4 separate regions of the Sus scrofa genome follow, and regions 1, 2 and 4 are each linked to region 3. Evidence: chromatin contacts called from public Hi-C, HiChIP or PLAC-seq and promoter capture Hi-C data. All regions are on one chromosome and are shown on one strand. The core of a region is the stretch at or near the end of the contact, and the rest is flanking DNA. Distances in the headings are between cores, read along the strand shown.

The links. Promoter capture Hi-C pulls out the DNA fragments that hold promoters and counts their contacts. Hi-C and Micro-C count contacts between places; a contact is called where the count stands out from the background. HiChIP or PLAC-seq counts read pairs in DNA pulled down with a chosen protein or histone mark.
Region 1: a Hi-C map of liver shows a contact between it and region 3, with 4 times the contacts expected there. The contact joins the promoter of EIF3D here to the promoter of NCF4 in region 3. A contact is called at or near these places in 7 of 47 Hi-C or Micro-C datasets (alveolar macrophages, brain, embryonic fibroblasts and 4 more) and 2 of 2 datasets of contacts at active chromatin or transcription factors (alveolar macrophages and skeletal muscle).
Region 2: a promoter capture Hi-C map of liver shows a contact between it and region 3, with 2.5 times the contacts expected there. The contact joins the enhancer-like site here to the promoter of NCF4 in region 3. A contact is called at or near these places in 1 of 5 promoter capture datasets (liver), 8 of 47 Hi-C or Micro-C datasets (alveolar macrophages, brain, embryonic fibroblasts and 4 more) and 1 of 2 datasets of contacts at active chromatin or transcription factors (skeletal muscle).
Region 4: a contact with region 3 is called in an H3K27ac HiChIP or PLAC-seq map of alveolar macrophages. The contact joins the promoter of TST here to the promoter of NCF4 in region 3. A contact is called at or near these places in 2 of 5 promoter capture datasets (both in liver), 1 of 47 Hi-C or Micro-C datasets (liver) and 2 of 2 datasets of contacts at active chromatin or transcription factors (alveolar macrophages and skeletal muscle).

Annotation. Positions count from the first base shown.
Region 1 is chr5:11,211,961-11,214,941 of Sscrofa11.1, reverse strand. EIF3D (eukaryotic translation initiation factor 3 subunit D) reads right to left here and starts at 1,630. Exons shown (of 15, transcript NM_001244723.1): 1 at 1,156-1,630.
Region 2 is chr5:10,774,633-10,777,583 of Sscrofa11.1, reverse strand. It overlaps TEX33 (testis-expressed protein 33), which reads right to left. Exons shown (of 5, transcript XM_013997541.2): 4 at 1,683-1,793; 5 at 1,348-1,503. The coding sequence ends at 1,415. Among named protein-coding and RNA genes, the nearest start is that of TEX33, 8.1 kb to the right of the region's middle. Within about 2 kb of position 1,448, at least 7 of the 83 cell types and tissues checked have an H3K27ac peak or open chromatin away from gene starts, as enhancers often do. A contact at or near this core is called in liver, where this site is marked.
Region 3 is chr5:10,992,646-10,995,741 of Sscrofa11.1, reverse strand. It overlaps NCF4 (neutrophil cytosol factor 4), which reads left to right and starts at 1,740. Exons shown (of 12, transcript XM_021091535.1): 1 at 1,740-2,994. IFT27 (intraflagellar transport protein 27 homolog) reads right to left here and starts at 1,560. Exons shown (of 7, transcript XM_021091536.1): 1 at 1,115-1,560. The coding sequence starts at 1,148.
Region 4 is chr5:10,747,807-10,750,973 of Sscrofa11.1, reverse strand. It overlaps TST (thiosulfate sulfurtransferase), which reads right to left and starts at 1,710. Exons shown (of 3, transcript XM_005663810.2): 1 at 1,361-1,710; 2 at 1-225. The coding sequence starts at 204. It overlaps MPST (3-mercaptopyruvate sulfurtransferase), which reads left to right and starts at 1,148. Exons shown (of 3, transcript XM_021091532.1): 1 at 1,148-1,236; 2 at 2,705-3,167. MIR9819 (microRNA 9819) reads left to right here and starts at 1,364; the gene lies at 1,364-1,461.

The DNA.
Region 1 (2,981 bases), core at 381-2,880, 220 kb before region 3:
GGTACTAAATTTAGAAAACTCTCTTCCTCCTTCCCATGTGGGAAAACCAAGGCTTCCTACAGAAGTGACACTTGGGAGACAGGGAATGAACCTAGGAGCACTGTCCTCCAACTTGAACTTAAATTGTACTTCAGAAAGTGGACCGGGTGAAGGGGTGATGGTCTCAATTCAAGCTCCTACAACATGTCAGATGCTACACCACTAACCCCCCACCTCCTCTCCCCCCATTTTAGGGATAAAAATGGGCAGTTCTGCCAAATCGAGCAGTTGATCTGCCCATCATTTCAAAATGGATTTGATTTCTAAGGCTGTCTGCCCAAGTCCAAGGCTCTTCCCATGATTTTATAGCTGAAAAGCAGTCTGAAAAGATCTGGGGTTTCAGGCCGTATCAAGAAGGCAGTATCTCCAAACACACTTAAAAAAAAAGTCTCCTTGTTTTGGCAGAGCTCATGGAAAACAGGCCCAAGGTTTGACAGCATTTCTCCAGGGGGCAGAAGTCACCTGGTTTCAACACACGTAATCTAAGAATGAGCAGAATGGAACCAGCAGGAGAAACTAAGCCTTTCAGTTAAAAGGGAGTGACAGCTGTACTGGCTACAGAGGCAGGATGAGGAGGCACCAACAGGGCAGTCAGAGGCGGCCTTGTGGCCGGCAGGCCCCAGTACTGTGTACGTTTTCGCGGCCACTGCGGTCACCAATTGCTGGAAAGTAGGGAGTTTCAGATCAGACATCACGCTACTCCATCCTAGACTTCCATTTCACACAAAAGTAAGAGAACTTGGACTGTGAACTCCTCAGAGCAGGGCCGAACACCGCTCGGTTTGGCACCCCCAATACCTCACTCATAAAAACTCAGGGAGCCATGGGCCACTTTAAAAAGATCCTGAGACCCACTTGGGTTAAGTAATATGATCACATTCGCCCACCCCCTGGCCGCTAAGCGTTATCTGGGGCCAGGGACCACAACCTCAGGGAACTGCCCGGCATCCCGCACTGGGTCCGGCCCCGAAGGCCGATACCTGTCCCGCCCGTGGAAGGACAGCGGCAGCAGGAGGGGGTGTACAGAGGTCTCTTCCGGTAAGCCCCCCCGGAAGGCCAGGCGCAGCCCAAGTCGGCTCCGGAGATCCGCAGGACCGTACGGAACACGACACTCACCCGCAACGGCTTTAGCCGGCCCCGATGGCGAGAGATAGTGCAGGCCGGAGACCGCGCCACAGCCTGCGTTTCAAGGAATCGGGAAAGGAGGAGAGATGCGCGCGCAGCGGCCGGTGCCGTAAACACGACCCGCTATGTCGTAAATAGCTCGCCAGCTTCCTTCCGGTTCGGCGGCGGAACGCACGAGTCGTAAAGTGAAGGCACACCCGGAAGTATATCGGTGTTCTTTTCGAGGTGTTCTTATTAGCCTCCGAGGCTGCAAGACTCCAGAGGATGTTTGCCGTTACGTCATGGGGTATCCGGGGACGCTCCGAGAAGGCGTTCAAGTTTTTTAAAACGTGGCGGCTCTCAGTTGAAGCTGGAGGTGGCGAGTGGCTGACAGCGCCTTTATGTCCCACAATGCCTCGCGGGACGCTTCGGCCTCTCTGTGTCCCGCAACGACCCCAGGCTCCTACCTTCTTTTAGCGCTGGTGTGTTTCGATTCTCCCCGCTAGGGGGAGGTCGAGCGTCTCAGGCAGATTTTGTCGTGATTCCTGGTTTTTTCACGGTTTCGGAAGCTGAGGCCAGGAGATGCAAAGTGACCTCGTAAGATCACACTGCTAGTGTGGAGGGTGGCTGCCTGGGTTTAAACCATACCTCTACGGTTGTCAAACCTTATAATTCGACAAAGATTTCTGGAGTGTTAATTTGAAAAAAATGTAGATTTTGGGTCTAACGTCCATGGAGCCCAGGAACCTGCATTTTTATTAGCAGCTGTGATTCTGAAGTGGTGACTCAGGAACCACTTTCCTACAATGGCATTTTTACATATTATTTTTTATTTTATTTTATTTTATTTATTCATTTTTTTTTCCCACTGTACAGTAAGGGGGTCAGGTTATCCTTACATGTATACATTACAATTACATTTTTTCCCCCACCCTTTGTTCTGTTGCAACATGAGTATCTAGACATAGTTCTCAATGCTATTCAGCAGGATCTCCTTGTACGGTGCTGTCCTTTTAGAAACTCCCAGCTTACCGAGTTTGTTCTGGAGTCTTATTGGGGAATTTCAAAACATTAAAAGAAAATCTGAGCATGTGATTTTTGTTCAAACCTCAGATTTTTTTCTACCTGGTCTCCCAAGTTTCCTTATCAGTCTCTCAGCATGTCTTCTTTATTGGAAAATAAATCTGCTATTAGATCTGATAACTGGTCACGGCCATGCCACTTACTAGCTGTGTAGCCCTCACATCTCTGGGTCTCAGTTTCCTTATCTGTAAATTGAAGATGAAAATAAGAGGGTACAGTGAAGGTAAAAATAAATGTATGTGAAAATACTGAAGAATCCACTTACTAGTCGGGAGAACCTGGATAGGTTCTAGATCTCTCTAAACCTTGTTCACCTGTAAAATGCAAATGGTAATAGCAGCATGTGTTTCCACAGTTCTTTCCTGATCTGTTCATCTTCCTCATCTTCTAGTTTTTCTAATTTTTGTTCATGGTACCCATGGAATGGTGCTCATTGCAAAATGTGGTAGTCATCACTGGTAGTTCCTTTTCCCTTTTCCACCACATTCAGTCCTTCAATAAGTCCTCTTTATTCTTCAAAATACATTTTGGAGTTCCCTGGTGGCACAGTGGGTTAAGAACCCGGCATGGTTGCTGCTGTGGCTCAGATCCCTACTGTGGTGCGAGTTTGATCCCTGGTCATGGAACTTGCACATGCTGCAGGTGCAGCCAAAAAAAAAAAAAAAAAAAAAAAAAAAAAAAAAAAAAAAAAAAAAAAGAAAAAAGAAAAGAAAAATCTTGAACGCTGCCACTTTCCCCCATCATCTCCAGCTTCA
Region 2 (2,951 bases), core at 199-2,698, 220 kb after region 3:
GCATGTTATAATTGCTACGGCAGCAGGGGGTGGGGTCTGCTTTATCTACCGTCCTTGAGGTGGCTCGTTTTTTCAGTTGCCACCTATGAAGAGCAGATAGGAGCTCCTCAATAAAGATGATGTCTCATTTTGCCAGCACAAGAACAGAGTCTGGCAGAACGTAGGTACCCAGGAGCAGCCTTTGTGGCTCAGTGCCAACGAATCTGACTAGCATCCATGAGGACGCAGGTTCGATCCCTGGCCTCGTTCAGTGAGCTGTGGTATAGATCACAGATGCCACTCTGTGTAGACCAGCAGCTGTAAGCTCTGGTTCAAACGCTAGCCTGGGAACTTCCACTTGCCTTGGGTGTGGCCCTAAAAAAAAAAAAAAAAAAGTTCGGAGATCAGGGGAAAGGGCTTCTGGCCAGGAGGATGGAGCAGCTCAGTGAGGTCGTGGGAGACCCAGATTGTACTGCAGGGACACCAGTTCCTCCTGTCACTGGGTATCTGCCCGAACAGCCTATGCTGCATAGTTCCTTGCTCAGGAGCAAGAATGCTCCCAAGTTTTCCTGGTGGAAAAAATAATTTCTCAAAAAAGAAAAAAAAAAAAAAAAAAGAGAGAGAGTTCCAGTTGTGGCTCAGTGGCTTAAGAACCTGACTAGTATCCACAAGCACACGGGTTCAATTCTTCGCCTTACTCAGTGGGTTAGGGATCCAGCAATGCCACAAGCTGTGGTGTAGGTGTGGCTGGGGGTCTGATCTGGCATTGCTGTGGCTGTGCGGTAGGCCAGCAGCTGCAGCTCTGATTCAACCCCGAGCCCAGAAACTTCCATATGCCCAAAGTGCAGCCCTAAAAGGCAAAAAACAAAACAAAACAAAACTCCCAGAATTTCTCAGTATACCCCACACTTTCCTTGCATCTCATTGGCCTAAGTCGAGTCACATGCCCCTTTCTGAACCAATCACTTTGCGTGTAGGGGGCAGGGTTAGAATTATGGGAGACAAATCCAAGCTACCTCTGCAAGGGAGCTGGCTATGGCCAGTTTCTCCCAAGTCCAAAGCCTCTTGGGGAAAGAACAGACATCTGGAAATAACTGAGATTCTGCTGCGGAGGGTCCCACAGGGTAGAATCCAGCAGTTTCCACTATCAGAGCCCTCCACACGGGGCAAGGCGTCCTGGGCTTGGGTAGAGTTCTCCTCAGCTCTCACATCCTTTCCTAGAATGATAGGGGGAAGGTGTGTGTGTGTTTAGGGGGAAGGGCCCGGGGGGGTTGGGGTCCTCAGGGCTCCTCTGCTCCCTCTTTTGGTCTCTACAACCCTGCGCATTCTCCCACCCCCACCCGGAAGAAAGCCAAGCAGAGGCAAAGGTGCCGATGTGTGTGTTTATTGTTGGCCCTTTCTCTGAGCGGAGGGCACCGCTTCTCGGTTTAATCTTCTACTTCGAGTTCTTGTTTTTGCTCTTTTCTTTCTCATCCAATGCCTTCTGCAAGTTCATGTTCATTGCATTTTTCTGGTGCCACCGTCCTGCAGAGAGCAAGGGAGGTGTCAGCACAGGTCACCCAGAGGCCCTCTGGAATAGCCAAGCTCCATTGGTGGCCAAGTGTCTTCCAAAAGCCCACCAGCTGGGCTTTCCCCTCTGGACCTTGGGCCCAATACGCCTGCGCAGGGAGTGCCCACCTCCCCTCCCCACAGCTCCTACCTACCCAGGTCATCCGTCTTCCTGCCGTGCCAGTGTTCTATGTCTCTCACTGATTTCTCAATCACCTCCGGGGTGTAGGAGGCCTTCATGAGGCTCTTCGTCTCCTGAGGGGCCCCTGTGGGACCCCGTGAAGACATTCCCAGAAGCCCTGAGTCGACGGAGGGCAGGTACTCCAGGGGTCGTACCTGGGTGTCAATTTCCTCTAGGGATGGTGGATTGTGAGAGGCCAAGGGAATGGGGAGGGTGAGGCAGAGGGAAGCCAGCCTGGGTTCAAACCCCAGCTCCATCATTTCTGGACAGTATGGCCTCAGATAAGATTCTAACCTCTCAGAGCTTTGATCGCTTCATCTATTTGAAGGAATAACATGTACTTTCAAGACTGAGAAGATTAGGCGTTCCCGTGGTGGCTCAGTGGTTAACGAGTATCCATGTATCGCGAGGACACAGGTTCGATCCCTGGCCTCACTCAGTGGGTTAAGGATCCGGCGTTGCCGAGAGCTGTGGTGTAGGTTGCAGACACAGCTCAGATCCCACGTTGCTGTGGCTGGCAGCTATAGCTCCAATTCAACCCCTAGCCTGGGAGCTTCCATATGCTGCCCTAAAAAGACCGAAAAAAGATTGAGAAGAGTACATTAGTTGGAGCATCTGGCATGCGGCAATTGATACCTGTATGTTCAGACAATGTTTATGTCTGTGCGTAAAGTTAAAACCCACACACAGGAAATCAATAGTCAGCAGAATCATCAAACAGAGCACCAAATTCCAGAAATAACAGGGATTTGAATGATCAGTGACAGACCATAAAATAAGTGCATTTAATGGAATTTCAGAAACGAAACATAATAACGGAAAGATAACGGATGAGGGTAGGGGAAAAAATGTATACATGTAAGGATAACTTGATTCCCTTGCCGTACAGTGGGAAAAAAATAAATTAATAAAAAAAAAAAAGAAAGAAAGATAACGGATGGTAAGAAGCCTGGAATTTGCTTCAAAATAATCTGGAGTGGGGAGTTCCCTAGTGGTGCAGTGGGCTAAGGATCTGGTGTGTTTGGTTTTTTTCTTTTTTGTCTTTTGTCTTTTTAGGGCTGCACCCCGCTGCATATGGAGGTTCCCAGGCTACGGGTTGAATCAGAGCTGTAGCTGAAGGCCTACACCACAGCCACAGCAATGCTGGATCCGAGCCGAGTCTGCGACCTACACCACAGCTCACGGCAACGCCGGATCCTTAACCTGCTGAGCAAGGCCAGGGATCGAACCTAGGTCCTCAAGG
Region 3 (3,096 bases), core at 491-2,990:
AGAACCATTCATTTTCATTTGCTCCAGAATGATCTGAGTGATTGTTGTCAGTTATCCTCCGGTGTGACCCTTTTATTTCCAAATTGGAAAAGTCACTTAAAAAAATATCATCCCTTTCAGTCTGGAATAAAGACTGAAAAAGGAATCTTTTTCTTCGATATACGTTCTTACTGCTTCATTCCTGAGCTGGTCAGGAAAAGCTGGAAAGGTCACAGGTTTCCAAAGTCACACAAGTGAAGGATTTTGAAGGTTGGCAAATCTGGGGGTTGACATCCCACCTATGACCTTCCTTTGCTAGGGGTGACCTTGGGCCACAGTAAGGTCAGACGAGCACAGCACTTAACCCAGTGTGCTGCCTCCTGGGAGAGGATGAAATGAAATACACCTGCCTGACATGCAGTAAGGACTCAGGAAAGTACATACATGCTCCTTGGTCGCAGGTCCATAATCATGGCAAATGTTTTCGAAATGAGCAGAAATACTACAAATGCGCATGTCACATTTTCATTCATTCTACCAATATTTAGTGAGTACCTACTATGTTCCAGATATTGTTCTGTGTGCTTGGGATGTATCAGTCAGGAAAACAGAGATTCTGACGTTTGGGAGAGTCCTTTATGTCCTCCTGCTTGTGGGGCAGCACAGTAACTCTGGGTCTTAAAGACAACACACATAACTTTTGCAGACTCTGCTCAACTGTACATGACTACCTCCTATCCCCGTTTTGAGAGGAATGGGTTCAGGAAAAAAAAAATCTCATAAGACCATCACGTCACTGATGCCTAACTTCGGGGTACAGGACATGGTTTAGTTGAAGCACTTGGGGTGAGCTTAGCCTTATTTTTTTTAGCGAGTCTACTCCTTCTGAGCACAGCTCAAATTAGTGACAGTGGTCTCAGAGTATGACAGGGAGTGCGGAAAAGCAACTGGAGCTACAAATGTGCTGTGGAAGATAATTCGTCTACGCCTAATGGAATTTACTCTATCAGTAATTGCATTAACTCGCCTTTGGAAGAGAGAAAGGGAAAGAGAGTAGCCAATTTACATGAACAAAAACTCTTGATAACTCTCTGGCCTCCGTCGACTGTATTCATCCGCAAGTTTTCAGACTCACCTGCCAGGATGCATTTCGCTGCCAGCTTCACCATGGTAACCAATCACCTCCGCGGACCAGACAGCGGAAGAGAGGCTGCTGGAGGCGTTGGGGGGCCCTGCCTGGGAAGGGGAGTGGGGAAGGCTGGCGCTGAAGGGTCCTGTGGCGGCGGTGGGGACAACGACCCTCTGGGCAGCCCGCGGGCAGTTCTCGGGCACTAGGGTCGCGGCAGGGCGCGGAGGATCGCCAGATGGGGCCAAGTTCAAGGTCTCAGAGAGTAACCTGGAAGATGCCAGCGAGGCGATTCGGATCCCGTCCCAGGCACAGCTCCAGTTAGTGGGAAGCAGGAATAGTGATCCAGCAACCTTCCCGCCCCCAGAACCGCAACAGATGGGCTTCTCGGGCAACCATGCCCCGCCTGCCCCGCCTTCTCTATTTCCTCCTCCTCCTCCTTGCTGGTTGTGGATTGGCTGCCACCAAAAGCTCCCACACCCGAAAGCTCCCGAAGACCAGTGGGAAGGAGGGGCGGGGATAACAGCCCTTTCTCGCCAGGTAATTCGTAGCAGTATCTGCTCTTCAAACTTTTCTCGCTTGGCTAATAGTTGTAGAGCATGTCAATCATCTCCACCTCCCGCCCCCTCACCTCTGGAAAGTTCAGGGAAAAACAGCTCCAACAACTTATATCCAGAAGCGGTGATAAAAGCAGCTTTCTGATTGGCCAGAGGCTGGCTTGGACCATCTCGGGAGGAACGCGTACCCTCCTCCCCTTCTGGAAGTGGGTTCGCCCACGGAGGGGGCCAGTTGGGAGCGCGGGAGACTGGAGCGGCGCCTGCGCAGTGGACAAGGTGCAGTTGCCCAAGCGGAACTTTGAACCCGCTCTGTTGGGCCGAGGTTCTTGTCGCCCCCTCAAGTCCCAGATTCCGGGGAGAGCGACGTAAGCTGCATCAAGAAATCTAGTCCTTGGCTCGCATCTCACAGGGAAATCTGATTTTTAAAGCCCGAGAATGTCATGCTTTAAAATGTAAAATAGGAAAGTGTTGAAAGTGATGTCTGTGGACAAAGAGAGAACAAGTGAGTTTAATGTGGGGGAGCAGCGGGACTCAGACACTTGAAGCCCTACTTTCCTGAGTCCAGCCCCTCTTGTAAAATGGAGAATATATCACATACCGCACATCATCGAATGAAAGCCAGCCCCAGGACACTCCCCATCCCACAGGGAGGCTCCGAGGATGTCTGTTGACTTTCTGGGGGAGGCTCCTCTTGCTGAAAGAGGAACCTCAGACTGAAATCACTGCCGCCGCCGTCTTCCTGACCTGGTGACCATCGTGGCACATCGCCTCGCCCCTGAGCCTGTTTCCTCGTTAAAAATGGGCTAGTGGAACCCACCTCCTGGGGTTGTCCTGACGCTCAAAAGAAGGTCTGTAAGTGCCTGGAACATAGTAGGGGCTCAACAGTGAGGAATGGATGAATGAGAAGAGATTCATCTGGACAAATTTCATTGATCATCACTGCCGTATGCCAGGTGCAGGCACCCCTGTTCTGCCTCTGCTGGGGCCCCCTGGGATGGCTGGTGCTGAGCAGGAAGATGCCCTCAGTGAAGGTGCCTGCCCCCGGGGGTTTGTCATCACAGGCCTTTCAGTTACCTGGAACTTGCCTCACCTGCTCAGTGTCTCCCTGTGGCTACCAGCCTTGCGCTGGGCCATGAACACACATACACTCCACACATTTCTGTGGATGCTTCAGCCTTGAATTGGGAGTGAAACAGAGCAAGCTGCCTGGAAGTTTCTTTCCTTGGGACTCATTCCTGGTATTGTGATTAAGATGTGTCTCCTGCCTTCCCCTCACCTACTTGTCTTCTTTGGAAACATCATGCAAGTCTGTCTCAGACACCCCAGGCCTCGGTGAGTCAGAAAGCCTCTGCCTGGTCTTTCTGCCCCCGCCCCGCTTCCAGGCTGCCCTGCTAATTAATCCCTCAGAGGCCCTCTTGAGTAAGTCACTCTTTG
Region 4 (3,167 bases), core at 461-2,960, 240 kb after region 3:
CTCTCTGTTCCGGCACTCCTCTATGTCAAAGAAGGACGCGCCGGGCACATGGCGCTCTAGGTATTCCTTGCGAGCATCGCGGGTGCCCGGCGAGTACCAGGAGGCGTCCAGCACTCGCAGGCTTGGCCCCAGCTTGCCAGTCCGGACAGACTCCGCCAGCCACTTGGTGGAGACCAGCGCCCGGTAGAGCACCTGCTGAACCATGGTTTCAGCTCTGCGTGTCACCTGGCGCGGGTGGGAATCAGGAAAGAGACCGGTATGAGGACCGTGGGAGCAGTGGGGTAGGGCCTGGGAGGATGAGCTTTGCCCCGCTGCACTCCCCCGGGGTGTCGTGTTTACAGCAAGCCGGCAGGGCTGCTGGCGTGCGGTGGGGTTAGGGTTGTAGGTTCCCTAAGGAAAGCCTGTTTCCGCGTCTCCTTGCGCCCCCTCCCGCGCAGAAAGAGGTGGGGCGAGAGCTTCTAAGGGAGGGTGTCTGGCCCTACAAGCTGCAATCCTCGCCCTCAAGATCTTGTTTGAAGGTGCCCAGGTTGACGGGAGAAGGCATCCTGGGCTTAAAGCCCCCTTCCTGGGACTGCAGGAGAGTGGCTGCATGGGGACGGTTCGCTGGAGCCCTGCACGCACCCGCGCCTCGCGTCTAGCAAACCTTCCTGCGGCCTCTCAGCAACATGGGCTCGCCCGCCTCCCGAACGCCCCAGTCCAGCCCGGCCCGGTGCCCTCTGCCCCGGTTGGGGCCAGGGTGCTTGGGGCAGACCGCCCCACTCTCCCCACCGGGACCCTCCCCTGGGTGGCAGGTGGTCCGGCCGGCGGCCCAACTCCGGGCGGCCCGGGCGTCTGCTGCCGCCCCACCCCGCCGCACTCACTCGCCCTCGCCGCCGCCCTGGCGCTCGCCCCTGCCCGCTGGAGAAGTTGGCAGGTTCAAACCCGGAGCCCTCAACTCCCCGGCCGGCCCACTCCATTGCGCCTCCACGCAGGGGGGATCGTGCGCCCCTCGCCCAGCTCCGCGCTCCCGCCGCGGCGCCGCGTCCGTCCCCCGGCCACCCGCCCGGCTCGCAGCGCCTCTTAGATGCTCCAGGATCCGCCGCGGGCGGTGGGCGGCGCGGAAGGGGCGTGGGGCAGGGCTCGGCGGCTCGGGCCTCCCCCGCTCCCGCCTGGCCAGTGGAAGGCGCCGGCAGCCCGGGCTCCGAGTGGCCGCAGCAGTGGGCTGTGCCGTTGTCTCCTCCCTTTGGCCGGCAGCAGGTTGGTGACGGGAGGAGGGGACAGCTGCGGGCGCGGGGAGGGGGCGCTCTGCGCCGGGCAATGGCCGAGCCCGGAAGCCAGGATCCCGAGATTCGGGTGACTGCGGGGGCGGCGTGGCGCTTGCCTTTCTTTAGAGGGAGCTCGATCGTCCGGATGCTCAGCCTGGGACGTCCCCCCGCCGCCCCGGGGCCAGAGCAGAGCTGGGGGCTGCAGCCTAGCAGGGAAGGCGCGGCCCTGGCTTCACCCTCAGGATGGCTGTCCGCAGCAGCTGGGGGAGGCCGGCAGAATGGGGTCGGGCTGAGTGGCCGCGGGAGGGGGACCTGTGGAGGATGGTGTCACCTGGTGCCACCAGAGAGGGTAGGAGGGAGGGAGTAGGGCTCATAAAGCCGGAGAAGCCTGGGAGAGGAGGCCAGCTGACCCAGAGGCTCCGGGGAGGACAAACTGGCAAAGAACTTGCTGGAGCGAAAGGAAACTAACATTTGTCAAGGCCTGCTTGGTGAGGAACTCCGCAGGGTGCTCCTCCCCCGGGTGTCACTTCCCACAACAACCCTGCGGGTGTCACTTCCCACAACAGCCCTGCGGAGTAGGTCAGAAACTTAATTTAAACACCAAAGAGAGAGAACCAGCGGGTTGCCCAGGGGCACACGAGGTGAGGCGGAGACCAGGCTATCGTTAATCTTGGATCTTAAGCTCAGGAGGCTAGGGCTGCTTTTTTTTTTTTTTTTTTTTTTTTTTTTTTGTCTTTTTGCCATTTCTTGGGGCGCTCCCGTGGCATATGGAGGTTCTCAGGCTAGGGGTCCAATCGAAGCTATAGCCACCGGTCTACGCCAGAGCCACAGCAACGCCAGATCTTTAACCCACTGAGCGAGGCCAGGGATCGAACCCGCAACCTCATGGTTTCTAGTCGGATTCGTTAACCACAGAGCCACGACGGAACTCCTAGGGCTGCTTTTGTGTATCTTGCTCATCCCGGAAGCCTTATGCTTAAAACAAACAAACAAACAAACAAACAGAACACAAAAAAACAAAAAACCTGCATTTGTATTCAATCTTTACGTAAATTAATGTTTTTAGCATGGGTGTGTTAACTGCTGGAACACCACTGCCCCTGACTTTTTTTCTTTCTTTCTTTTTCTTTTTTTTTTTTTTGGTTTCTTAGCCAAAAAGCAGCATATGGAAGTTCCCAGGCTAGGGGTCTAATTGGAGCTGTGATTTGACCTATGCCACAGCCACAGCAACTCAAGATCCGAGCAGAAGCTGCGACCTACACCACAGCGCATGGCAATGCCAGATCCTTAACCCGCTGATCAAGGCCAGGGGTGGAACCTGCAGCCTCAAGGATACTTGTCAGGTTCCTTAAGGCTGAGCCACAAAGGGAATTCCTGCCCCTGACTTTTGCATATGCTGTTACATGTGCCTGGAATACTTTTCTCATCTCCCTTTTATTTTCTTTCTTTTTTTTTTTCAGCCTTCTGGTGGCATATGAAGTTCCCCTGGCCAGGGATCAGATCCAAGCCACAGTTGCAACCTAAGCTGCAGCTGTGGCCCCAGCGGATCCCTAACCCACTGTGCTGGCCTGGGGATGGAACCTGCCTCCTAGCACTCCCAAGACACCACCGATTCCATTGTGCCACAGTGGGAACTCCTCTCATCCCCCTTTGAAACATTCTTTTCATTCTGAGGCAATTATATTCTCACCAAAAGTGGCAAAAATTGGTCCTTCGCCAGGTCATCCTCTGAGCTTTGTGCTTTGCAGTTGGGGGAGAGAGTGTGCTGGGGAGGCCCTTGGAGAAGGGCCGGTCTGACTGGAGCCCTGTTCTTCCTGGGCCCACCCCAGACAGCAGGCCGGGGCTCACACTTCCTCTAGTATAGTTTGTATACACTCCGAAGATGGGTCTGGGGCTGTCCCGTTTGTCTTGGCGTCCTTAACC